2 separate regions of the Sus scrofa genome follow, and region 1 is linked to region 2. The links are chromatin contacts, called in public Hi-C maps. All regions are on one chromosome and are shown on one strand. The core of a region is the stretch at or near the end of the contact, and the rest is flanking DNA. Distances in the headings are between cores, read along the strand shown.

Evidence for each region. Hi-C and Micro-C count contacts between places; a contact is called where the count stands out from the background.
Region 1: a Hi-C map of embryonic fibroblasts shows a contact between it and region 2, with 2.2 times the contacts expected there. The contact joins two enhancer-like sites. A contact is called at or near these places in 2 of 47 Hi-C or Micro-C datasets (embryonic fibroblasts and fibroblasts).

Annotation. Positions count from the first base shown.
Region 1 is chr15:4,531,833-4,538,196 of Sscrofa11.1, forward strand. No RefSeq gene overlaps it. Among named protein-coding and RNA genes, the nearest start is that of ACVR2A, 280 kb to the left of the region's middle. Within about 2 kb of position 4,464, at least 9 of the 83 cell types and tissues checked have an H3K27ac peak or open chromatin away from gene starts, as enhancers often do. A contact at or near this core is called in embryonic fibroblasts, where this site is marked.
Region 2 is chr15:4,402,716-4,409,452 of Sscrofa11.1, forward strand. No RefSeq gene overlaps it. Among named protein-coding and RNA genes, the nearest start is that of ACVR2A, 150 kb to the left of the region's middle. Within about 2 kb of position 4,941, at least 4 of the 83 cell types and tissues checked have an H3K27ac peak or open chromatin away from gene starts, as enhancers often do. A contact at or near this core is called in embryonic fibroblasts, where this site is marked.

The DNA of each region.
Region 1 (6,364 bases), core at 3,214-5,713, 130 kb after region 2:
ATGGAGTGGTAGGTTTTGAGTTAAGTCTTAAAGGTAGCTCAAGATTTCAACAGGGAGATGAAAGGGTGTCACGGAAAGACATTCCAGTCAGGGAATGTAGGTGGGAGTAAGCATGGTTACCACCAAAGATTTAGAGTTAGTCTTAAATGACTCACTGTTAGAAGTATGCAGTGGTCAGCACTGATTCCTTTAGGCAGGAGATAAAACTGCTCAGAAGGAGGAGACTTCCTAAGAGGCCCCTCCTTTATTTTATGCCGAGAAGTGAAATGTGGTGATAGGACTTCCCACTAGGGCCTGCCCTCCTAGCCCAGTGCTCACCAGGAGTCAGTAGAGACACTGCAGGGCTGCTGGGGTCCTCACATGGGCCCCTTGCTTATCTCTTCCTGCTCCTGTATCTGGTCTAAACCTCAGGCCCTCTTCTCACCCACTTGCCTCATCTTCATTCTCTTTGCTCACTGCTTCAGACTCCCCCATCTGTCTATGACCCAACATGTTTTTCCTCCTATTTCTTCAGGAGGGGGAGAAATAAAAATGCCACCTTCTCATGCTTTACCAAAATATGGACACCTTTTAAAAAGGGGGAGAGTTTGTGAGTGTGTATTTGCATAAACTTACCATTCATGCTCACCTTTATTTCAGGGGAGGATGTATATTCAAATCACTCTATTAGACGGCAGTCTTTTCAGGAGTGAAGACCATGACTTTTTAGGTAAATTATAGTTCTTGCCTAGGACAGTTCTCAAATGTATCTACACTGAATAAATAATGAGTTACTACGGAAGAATTTTCAATTCTCAGTGTGCAAGAAATCATTCCCACTTCAGTGGGCGGCAGAGTTACCAACGTGTTAGACTTGAGTCTGAGAGTTGTACTGAGCACCCCAGTCTTCTTCCTTTTACCCCCTAATATGGAACCAAGAGTCTGAGATCCCCATGGGAGCAGAATTCGGTACAACTTGATGCAGAACTTTTAGACCGGGCCTGGACAGTATTATCAGTCATTACACTAGGTCAATTTCAAGGCTTTCCTCAGCTAACATGGACATACGTTCCTTACTTCATTGTCCCAACCTGGTAGTTCCTATCTTTGAACAAGGCAGAAAGATTTTTCTTGGTGTGTTGGATCATCATTAAAATCCCAGTAACTCTGATGTTCAAAGAACAGACTAGTATGGTGCTATTCTAAAAGCAACTTTATATTTTCTTAACAATACTTCTGTAAACCCAGCTGGCTCTTTCCCTACCCTGGGATAAAATCCTGGCTAAACTTAGACGTTATCTTCTTATTTTCAGATAATAAAATGTTCTCCAGTCACTTTTATGGGAAAGAAAAAGCTAGACTCAATTCCTTTTATTAGGTCCACTTTAGTGTAATGATGAAAAGTAGGAACGCACTCAAAAGTACAGCTTTAGGCCTGTGCAGGTAGAAGGATGAAAGTGGGAAAGGGGACAGAGTAGAGGGTGTCTGAATGTAGGGGCACCTACATTCTTAGTGTTATAAATTTCTATCCTTCCTCCCCCAGCTTGCCTGCCATGTTTCTGACCCTTGTTCCCACATTGGCAGCTTGAATTTGGGGGATGGGTGTGAAAGGAAAGGTAAGAGACAGGAGAGGTCCTGCAGCCCTGGAATTCTTGTGATCTGGCACTGGAGCACTGTGGGCCAGGCAAAAGGCTGAAGCTGATTCTCCTGTGGCATGCTTTTGAGTTTTTGGAACTCCCCTCAACAACCCGTCACTGAGGATCTCTAGCCTGCTGTGTTCTGTCATGAGTGGAGTACAGTCTGCCTGGCTGCCTGTTATCTTCCTCAGCTCTGGGCATCTGATGATGTATTTACAGCACAGTTCTGCTGAGGTTTCCTTGCCCGCCCCTGCCCCCCGAGGGTTTTCTATTGCTGTAAACAAATTACTACAAACCTAGTGGCTTAAAACCATGTAAACTTATTATATCACAGTTTCTATAGGCCACAAGTCCAGGCATGGGCACAACTGGGTCCTCTGCTCAGGATCTAACGAGGCTGAAATAAAAGTGTTGACCAGACTGGTGACCTCAAATGTGACTAAGTGACCTTTTCCAGTCTCACATATTTGTTGGCAAGATTTATTTCCTTGCATCTCAAGACTTCCAAAGGCTGCATCTTCCAGGCCAGCAGGAGAGCATCTCTATGATACTCTGCCTTCTTTTAAGACTTATATAATTAGGTCAGGCCCACCCAGAAAACCTGCCCTTTGATCAATTCAAAGGATTAGTAGCCTAATCATAGGAGTGATATTCGATCATATTCAGAGGTCTTATCCAATGGAGGCAATTACACAAGTGGCGGGGGGATTATACACAACTATACACAAGGGGGCAGGAATCCTAAAGGTTATCTTAGTTTCTGCCTACCATGTTTCTCTTGGGAAGTGTATATAAATTCTCCTCACCTACTGTCATCTCTCTCACCTGGCCCCTGTGAGAATACAATTGCTTTCCAGCTATAGCTCCTTACTCTCCTTCCACAGGCTGCTCTAGCTAGCTCTGGCCCATTATATTTCTCAGGTATGGCCCAGTTTCCATTTAATTTGTCTCAGGAGACCTCTAACAAGCTCACCAAGTGATCTCTTTAAAGTCTCTCTCATTAGTACTGAGGTGAGGGTAGAAATTTTCAAAATAATTCCTCACTCCAATCTTCAATTCTTCCAGGCTTATCAAATGATTCCTTTATATGTCTGTGAGTGGGTGAGGGTACAGGGGTCACAAAACACTTTGAGAACACCTCTTTTGTAAATCTTGCTCAGGTTGTTTGTTATGACATTTTGAAATTTAGGGATAATTGGCACCACAGTTCCAAGACATCCTGGTCCTTGAAGCTTATTATTGCTCACTTTTATTAGGTTCTTACTATGTATTATACCCACTAAGCACATAAAAGGGGGGACCTGAGTTAGAGTTTAAATTATTTGTTCAGGGCTCTATCATTGGTAAATAGTAGAGCTGCAATTTGAATCCAGGTTTGACTCTAGAGTCCATGTCTTAATCACTGTCTGTACTGCCTTCCTAAGATTTTTGTTCACAACTTTCAGACCCAAATAAAATCACTTGGGTCACAATGAATCAAATTGCCTAGTGATAATTAGATTACATAATTTATAATTGTTTTGTTTCTATCTCTACCTATTTGTGTTACATGTTTATGGAAAATCTCTTGACAGATACTGGTACAGTTAGGGCTGTGTCTTTCCTCTTGATCTGGAAAAACATCCCCAGTGATGTTCTCATCAATTAGCTGCAAAGAAATGACTGACTGCAGATCTGGCCCTTTGTCAACTACAAGGGGAAAGAAAGCTTATCAAATTTGGAGTCTGAGAATACAGTTGGGATGATGGGCAAAGGCAACCCAAGGAGCACCTTGTTTATATCTCTGGCAATATTCTTGCAAATGTCTAGGTTGATGTGACAGTCTTAGAGTGGGACACAAGTGGAAATTTTGAGAAATTCCATCCCACGGATAGAGGGCTAATTGTGTGATTTTGATTTGTTTGTATTCCCTCTGTCACAACTAAAGAAAGAGCCCATACTTGGATGTGGATATTTATTGAATATATTTCATAACTGCCTTTTTCGAAGCGTCTGGTTGCCTTATGTTGATTCAGAACATTCACCACCCTGCTACTCAGCTGTTTTTTTTTTTTTTTTTTTTTTTTCTGTCACAGGCAGAGTCAACTCACCAAATAGAGCCAAACCTCAGGACTGCAGGAGACTCTGACACTCTCCATGCTGGAAAACATTTCTCAGTAACAATAAGTTACCTCGAGGCATTTGAAACAGCCAGCTCTCCTTGGCTTGGGCCAAGGTGGCAGAGAACAGTATAATGATTGCATCTTGTGTGGAAGGATTTCTGGGGTAACTTTAGCCCCATGGGGATGGAAAGTTTGGGAATAGTACCAGGATTAGAATTAAGACCAAATGTGCAGGAAAGAAGGCAGATTTTAATAGGCTGTTGGTTGTTCAGCAGGACGCAGAGTGCTATTTCTGAGCTAGAGCTTTGAAATCTTTAGGTCTTTATCAAAGATGTGTTGTTCTTGATTAGCTACACAAACTCTTTCTTCTGCAGCTTTTCATAGTGAGAATTTAATCTCAGGCTGCCTGTCCTTGCTTTCAAATAGAATGCTCAGGGAGTGGAAATTAATTTTAATAGTTGACTAAATAAAACTCAATCAAAAAGATAAATTTCCTCCCAGTGAAACCTGTGCCATACATTCCAGAACAATGTAGAAATGACTTACTCTGGATGGTATGGCTGTATTCCTAAGATACCATCTCCGTATTTCTGTTCCTTAATTAGGGAAGTAGCCCAGAGGATACTAAGGGGAGAATGATTTGCCTTTTGTAAGCTTTAAAAGGTCAGTGCAGGCCCATGCATTTAAATCTTTGGGGAGAAGAAAGTGGTGGAGAAACTCTGAGCTTGGATGGGGTTTTGTGGCTAGATATGATGCAACCAGGAATGAGTGTTGGAAGTTATGTTCTCCAGATGGCTTTGTGTCTCAGACCAGGCCAGAGATATCATTTAATTCCCTTGAGCTGCTTGTGTTAAATATGTCTGGGATAGAAAACACAACTAAGTGAGTAGTCTGTGGAGGAAGAGCCATGTTCTGGGAAATTCCTTTCCATGTAGCTGGCCCCAGCCCTCTGTGGGGGATTTTTCTGGGCTCCCCAAAACCAGATTCCTGGGAAGTGAATGATCACCTTTATTAAATAGAGGTCCTTCTTGGGACATTATTGACAAGAATAACCTCACTTTTGTTATGAACCTACCATGTGTCATGAATTTAGGACATAGATGATTGAATGAATTAATACAGAGAGTAATTTTTTATCCCTGTTTTTAAAGAATGAAAAAAGTGAGTCAAAGATTGGTTAAATTGTCCAGAGTGAGTGAGAAGAGTTGAACTGGTGCATATCTTCTGAATCTCACATTCTCTCTAATGTTGCACCATTGAAATATCATCATAATCATAAAAGTTAATATATAATACTTTTAACATTCAAAACTTCTCATGTTTATTTCCGGTTGCGAGTTTATTTCCTCATCTAAGTAAGGTAAGTATAAGTGAGAAAGGAGAAATTTAATGAGATAAGGAGAAATTTGCCTAAAATCACAGAGAATGTTGAGATTCAGAACCAAAGCCCAGAGTTCTGGTGGTTACTTCAGGGAGCTAGTCATCAAGTCTTGGGAAATCTGAAGATCAGCCACCTAAGTTGTCAGAGTCTTTTGTGGCAGTTTCTTGTTTCAGCTCTTATTCAAGCTAGGAATGCATTTAGTGCAGTTCTGTTCTTGAAGGAGTCATATGGGGCGTGTGTACTGGACCAGTCTGTCCCTTTTCTTGCAAAGGAGGCTGAGTTTTTCTGGAGTGTCTTTTTCCTGGAAAAGATTCATTCTGGTCACTATGTTACCTGGATAGAAGACAGATTGTTGGTCAGGGCTATTGCATCCTGCTGTGTAGACTGCATACTCCACACATAGATTCTGATGTGTAGAGTGCCTTTGGTGTCATGCAAATGGAAACTGTGTCTAGAAGCTGACTCCTCACATTCTGACAGTGGGCTCTCAAGAAAGGGTAGCCATTGGGGTGCTGGGAACATTTCCTTCTTAGGTCACAGTGTATCAGGCTGAACTTTTACTGAACACATTTGTTAATCCCCTAGATCCACCAAGGTCTTATGAGATTCAGAGTTGTTCTAGGCCTATGATGATGGACAGAAATGCCTTACCCTGTTGAAGACCTTGGCTAGGACAACCCATTTCCTTGAATAGTAGAGGAATCTTCAGGTTCAATGTCTCACATTGGCCAGTGACAGTAATGATTTTATTATCTATTATCTTGTATCTGTTATCTGTCTATCTATCTATCTATCTATCGTCCATCCACCTACCTATGAAGAGAGGGAATTCATTTGTTCTTAGGACTACATGATTGTAAGAGTGTTTATCCTTTCTCCTTCACTACTCTTGTTTCAGTCTGCAACTATGTTTGTTTATGTTCAACTCTCTTGAATAAATATTGGCAAGACTTTTATGGGCTTGTGCACATTGATTGTTGATATAAAATTGTGTAAAATTGAAATAATTTGAAATTCCCAAGGATGATATTTGCATTTCCAGGAAATTTGAAAATGGTTGGGGCAAAAGAAGAGGGTTTTGTGTCCAGATTTCTCCTCTATTTATAGCTCTTTTCTCATTTGATATCTGAGCAATAACAGAAGAATGGCTGGTGACCTTGTACATTTAGATTAAAAGAAATATCACCATGTTAATAATCATCAATGATTGACGCAGAAGATTAGGCTGATTTATCATTAAGAATGTATCTGCAGGCTGTAAAGTT
Region 2 (6,737 bases), core at 3,691-6,190:
CAAATTTGTAGATGTCTACCTCAAGAGGTGCTAACTGGACATGTGTATCTAAACTTAGGGAAGGGTTTACATTGTTAATGTTCTACATTGAATCAGCAATTGAAAGGCTTGGATTAGAATACTTCTAAGTGTCTGACATTCTGTGGCTTTTTACATAATTAGTGAAAGTTATGGGATGCTTCTAGGTACCTCCCTACTCTTCAGAGTTTCACAGCCTGTAAGAAAGTAAGTTCCTCAGTATCAAAGTTGGAGACTCCCTGAGGGATCCAAAGGGTCTCAACTTTTAAGTTTTTCTTTTGTCATGATGCTGGGGGAAAGCAAATACCCTTTAAACTAGTTTATGTATTCTTAATGGCTTACATTGTTATGTGAAAAAACAAAAGAAGAGAATGTTTGAATCCTTAGGATTTGTCAGATGCTCCTGATGAAATCATGTTCTTATTCACAACATGGGTATACCTATTTAGTAAAGTTCTTACACACACACACACACACACACACACACACACACGTCTTTTTAGGGCCACATATGCAGCATATGGAAGTTCCCAGGCTAGGGGTTGAATTGGAGCTGTAGCTGCCACCTATGCCACAGCAACACTGGATTCAAGATGCGTCTGCAACCTACACCACAGCTTGTGGCAGCATTGGATCCTTAACCCATTGAGTGAGGCCAGGGATTGGACCCACATCCTCATGGGTACTAGTCAGGTTCATTACTGCTGAGCCACAACAAAGCTCCTATATTTGTTTTTTGACCTACGGTAATTTTATTAGTTTCAAAAAAACACAGTGCTCAATTCAAAATGGTTTGTGTGCTTATAGTAAATTATTGATTTGATTAAAAATGCAGTAATTTCTTTAAATTTCAAAAATAATGGATTCATTTTCAGAAAGAAAGGGCTATAACATGTGTAGTCACATAACCTGATAATCTCAGATAATTGATATTTAATATTGCTCAACAGGATATTTTCCCCTATACAGTAAATAAAAAATCTCAAATATTAAGTCATGTACGTAGTGCATATGAAACATTTAGAAGAAAAGAAAGCTCTCTAATTTAACTCAAGGTCACATGCTTACTGTCGGAGCAAAGAGGGAGTTGTGAAATTATCCAGGGAACTTGAAACAGTCTAGACAGTCAATCCAGATCATTCAAAAAGATATGCTAAAGATGCTCATAAGAGTATGAGAGTTACCTGCTAATATAAAGATGTAGTTTTGGGACAAATCAAATTTAGTGTTGCTTAGTAAGCCATAAGTTCTTTCTTGAAATCCATTTTAACGAAAATATATACACTTAAAATATTTCCATAGATAGGATATTATTTAATAAATTAATATATTTTATTCATTTATTATACATACATACCCACAGAGCCAGAGAAATATTTTAAATATAACTTAATGTATGCAAATATTTAATTTTTTCATGTCAAAAGGTGGGAATTAACAAAGCTTGTAAAACTCAGTGGATTATACAAAAATCCAAGGACCCCAGATCTCCTTTTCATGGAGGAGGAATAAACCATGGTTCTGCCATCAAATTATCCATTGACTACATTTAGGCAAGTCCTTTATTCTTTTATAATTTTTTCCACTTGTAAAATGGAGAAATTAGAGCTAGACGGACACTTGGAATCGATAATCTCTACGTATGGCTTAACTAAAATGTAATAAAATATATCTGTACACATTTATATCATATAGACACACCACAACAGGAGTATGCAACAGTTTGCTAATTATGTAACTGGGAGAATAAATAGCAAATTATTAAATTATGCTCTTCTTTACTCTTTTCTCAAGGATAATTGCTGGGTAGCTCAAGCTCCCAATTAGTAGGAACTCATTTAATGATTGTTGAATTGAATTGACTGTGACCCATAGTACATAAAAATGTGTTTAAATTCCACCTAGTATGCTTGAATTTCATAAACCTTACATTCCACACTAGGGAAATCAGCCTGATAGACGGTAGATTTCATTAACAAATAGTTATTTTTGAGAACAGAAATATAAACAAATCATAGCTTGTACATGAACCAATTCCCCTTTCCAATGCAGGCTGAAGGCCAAATGTGTAAACATACGTCCTGAAGGCTCTCTCTTAGATAAACTGACACACTAATTCTGCCAGTGCAATGGCATGCCCCTGCCTTTCTTTCCCTTCTCAAACTGTCATCATTTTATGACTATGATCATCCTGGGTAATTCTCAGATAATATCTTTGCCCAGAGAGCTGAACTATTCAATGCTGTAAGTTACCAGTCACTATGGCTATTGAGCCATTGAAATGTGACTAGTTCAAATTGAGATGTGTTAGGTGTAAAATCCACAGTAGAGTTCAAAGATGTAGTATGAGTAAAAAAATGTAAAATACTTATTACTATTTTTATATTGATTATACATTGAAATGATAGTTTTTTTAAACTAATTAGGATAAATAAAATGTTATTAAAATGAATTTCACCTGTTTATTTCAACTTTTTAAAATGTGGCTTTCAGAAAATATAAAATTACCTAAACTTATCCATGTTTGTGCCTTACATTTTATTTATGTTGAACAGTGCTTCTCTCGAGTATTGGCTAAACACAAATCTTTCCCACTGGCTCTTTTTCAAAAATTTTCAGTGGTACTTTAATCACATTCATGTAATCTACCTGTTCTTTTTAGATTTCAAGGCCATCTCTAACCTCCACCATTCCCATTTAACTGTTTTAGGAAGAAATTTCCCCTTCCTTTCTTGAATGCACTGTTTGTTACCCCTTTTCTCCCTATCTCCATTGGTGCCAAGGGTTTGAGCAATTTCATTCTTCTCATACTTATTGATTTTATTGCTCTGAACAAGTGGCTGTGCTGGACTCTGGGGCTATAGTCCCTCCACCCTTAGAAAATACAGCCTAATGGAAGAAAGAAATGACAATACAAGTCATAAGTGCCATGATGGGGTGTGGACAGAGTGCTAAAGGATACACAGATGCGCTCCTAACTCAAACTCAAGAGTTTAGAAAAGGTTGTTACCAGAGGAATTTTAGCCTCAGTTGAGGCCTGAGGAATGAGTCTGAGTTTACTGGGCAAATGTCAGGTGAGACTGGGGGGAGGAAAGGGTCAGTATGAGAAAACCTTGGTGACTTAGTGAGATGAAGAAAGTGGTATGGGTAAGAAAGGGGATAGGAAGTTTGAGCCATTTGACAGAGCTGGCCAGATTGTGAATGCCATGCTAAGGAACTTTGTCATATATACACTTTTGCATTTTCTCTCTTAGCTATCTGCTGTATCTGGTTCTATTTATGGACCCAATTCAGCCTTTTCTTTGTCCTTCCCCTTTGCCACACAATGCTACTGTGACTGCTCATTAAATTGTCTATTCTCTACTCTGAATCTGGATTTGGGCATGTGACTTTTTTTAGAAATTATTAAAAAATTGTCTATTCTCTACCCTGAATCTGGATTTGGGCATGTGACTTTTTTTAGAAATTATTAAAAAGTACTTGTGCATTTTCTCTGTGATTTTGTACTTTGCTATTGTCATGAGAGGGGGACATGCCCTGGCCAGCCTACTGGTCCCAGAAGGAAAATGAAAGATATGTGAGGAGAGCTGAGTCACCCTGGTCAGCCTAGCTAAGGTCATACCTGACCAGCCTATGGCCTGTAAACCTCTAGACATATGAAAGAACCCAGCCAAGATCAGCAAATCCACCTAACAATCCCAGATACAGGAGCACTGAATGCTTACTCTGCATGTAATTATTTGTTATTCATCATTATTGTGGGAATGTATAACTTATTATGCATGATCCAAGTAAATCATATTCTCCTTGAGGGCATATCCTCTTCCTGGTACTCAAAGAAAACTAGTAATTAATAGATTTAGACTTTCTTGGGTTGTCAAAGATTTTAATGCCATAGTTATATTCATGAAAAATGGGAACTTAGAGACTTGTGGCTGCCTGATGGGAGGGGGAGGGAGTGGGAGGGATCGGGAGCTTGGGCTTATCAGACACAACCTAGAATAGATTTACAAGGAGATCCTGCTGAATAGCATTGAGAACTATGTCTAGATACTCATGTTGCAACAGAACAAAGGGTGGGGGAAAAATGTAATTGTAATGTATACATGTAAGGATAACCTGACCCCGTTGCTGTACAGTGGGAAAAAAAAAAAATGGGAACTTAAGCCAATGTTGATGACCTTTCTAAAACCTTCCAGCAGGGATAAAAAGAGCACCTATTTTATACCATTTTGCTCCAGTAAAAGGACCCATTGGCAGCTCCTGAAAGAGGAAAGGGGAGGAGGCTGAATGTGATTGGTTATGAACCAAAGAGAAGCCCCTTTTGCCCCCCAGGGGGTCTGATGGGATTTAGGATACCTTATAGGGTGGCATACATACCCTTCAAAGATGGCTGACATGGGAGAAATGCTCAGAACAAATTCTGGAATTTAAATCTCATTTGATAGTTTTTTTAGAAAGCCTGTCCTTCCCAGTAAAGCTTGGTTCTGACAGATGCTAAGTAGACTGCCAGGGAAAATTGCTGAGCTTCATGGACTTTGGTCAGGTGGGTCAGAGTTGATGGCACTGTGTCAAAGTCACTTTCCATCACCAAAGGAATGAGAGAGACTGCTTAAAAGATCCAGCTTCACTCTATTTTGTATAGCTATACTTCAGAATGCCACTGGAAATCTAAGACCTTATGTTAGTCTCTGCTTCAGATCTCCTGGAAAACTTTCCTATATCATCAAGAGTTACTAAACATACAAAGTCGCTTCTTAAGTCAGTAAGGCAGGGTGAAATATACATGCTGAGAAAGGCATACACACAGATGTGAGGAATATGAGTCCACTTTGCAGAGTCAGCACATTACTGTGGTCTGAAGAATGAAATCAAGTACCCAAACCTACGTGAGGGAATTTCTGCCCTTATGACTCTTCCTTGGTTAATCAGAGATGAAAAGTGGCCTTGGAGTCACACTGCCTGGGTTTGAATTCAGCTCTGTTACTTATCTGCTGCATGATCTTGAGCAGGAATCCTTAGTCTCTGAGCTCAGTTTCTTCTCTTGCAAGATGAAAATAAGAATAGTACAAACCTCATTGACTTGAGGTGAGGACAAAATGAGAAAAGTTTTTGATATAGTACCTGGCACATAATAAATTCTCAGTAAGTGGTGGCTGTTATTAGGGATTTCTGGAGTCTATGTTGGGAGCCATTTAGTAAGCAAAACTGGTTCAGCTTTTCCTATTAAGGAATGATAAGCAGAATGTTATCATTAAGAGATTAAGCTTTAGGGGAAGCTAAGGTTCATTTTAATGGTTAAGCCATTACTAGGCTTGCACTGGCTGTATATGATGCTGTTGTGCCACCATTATTGCTATCTCTCCTAATGTGAGTGGCAATCAAATTGTTCTGAGAGTGTTTTATGCTCACCTACTGCTACTCTCTCAGGATTGGACCACAGTCTACAAGAAAAGGAATTTGGTCAACTGTGGGAGCTGCTTACCACATTCACTGCTCCGGGATAATTATTCACCCCTATTGGCTAGAGTTTAGAATGAGAGTAACTTTGGATGATGTAGAAACCAAGAATTTCAACAAGGCCAGTAGCCACAGATGACTAGTACATAGTTTTCAAAAATGAAAGGTATGTGTCTATGCGGTGTACATGTGTGTGTAAGAAGGGTGTCTGTTTTTTTCTTTTCCTTTAGTTTTCAGTCTTTCAATAAATATTTACTGAATGTCTACTGTATGCTAGATACTATAAGTAAAAAGTAGATATGTCCGGCTTTTGCAAGCAGATTAATTTTCTGATCTTCTCCTGCAAAATACATTTTCTGGGTTCCCTTGACAAGTGGCTTCTTTTTAGATTCAGCCAATGGGAATATTAGAAGAAGGCAGTAGAGCAGGAAGAGAAGAAGCAATGGCATTTCTCAGTATGCACCCCCATATCCTGCTTTGGGAAGTGGCTCTCTTCTGTGTCCTACTTCCTGCCAAGCAGCTTCTAGCTGCATCCTGCTCCCACCAGGCAGCCCAGATCATGGGATCATGTAACAGTGATTCCTTTATTCCTTCCAGTCCTAGGATGGTAGTGGCTTCTTGCTCTTGTGTAACTCTTGAGTTCTTTCACTCTCAATTTCTTCAACACCTTTGTAACTAGTTTCCTAAAATTAAATCCCTTCTGTTAAACCATCTGATGTGGTCTCTGTTTTCCTGACTAGACTTTGAGTGATATGATTTCAATACTTTACATTTTTTTGGGGGGGGAATAGATATTATTCAAATATTCCTACAAATACATAATGATATTCTGTGGTAAGTTATGAAGTACAGGTACAATAAGGCATGTAACTAGGTGGGGAGCTAGTTCAAGGTTTTAAAGCTCCAAGTGAGGTCCACGCACCTGCAGCATTCCTGTCCCCTGGGGACTTGTTGGAAATAAGAAGTCTCAGATCCTATTCCAGCTACAACTTTGTTCAGAATCTGCATTTTAACAAGCTTTCCAGTCCAGAGGAGTGATCCAGTAATAGCATCTACTTTCAATCTGATTACTGTGGTTCAGACCTCCCAGTTCTAATCTACTGGGATTGTACAGAATCAGTAGTGGCTTTCAATCTCAGCTCTATCCAACACTCTTGTAATGTCCACTTCTTGATCCTGCCAGAGCAAACACTACAGGCAAGACTCAGGAGCAAATGTAAACCAGGGGGTGGAGATTAGAATGATTCATATAAAAGAGC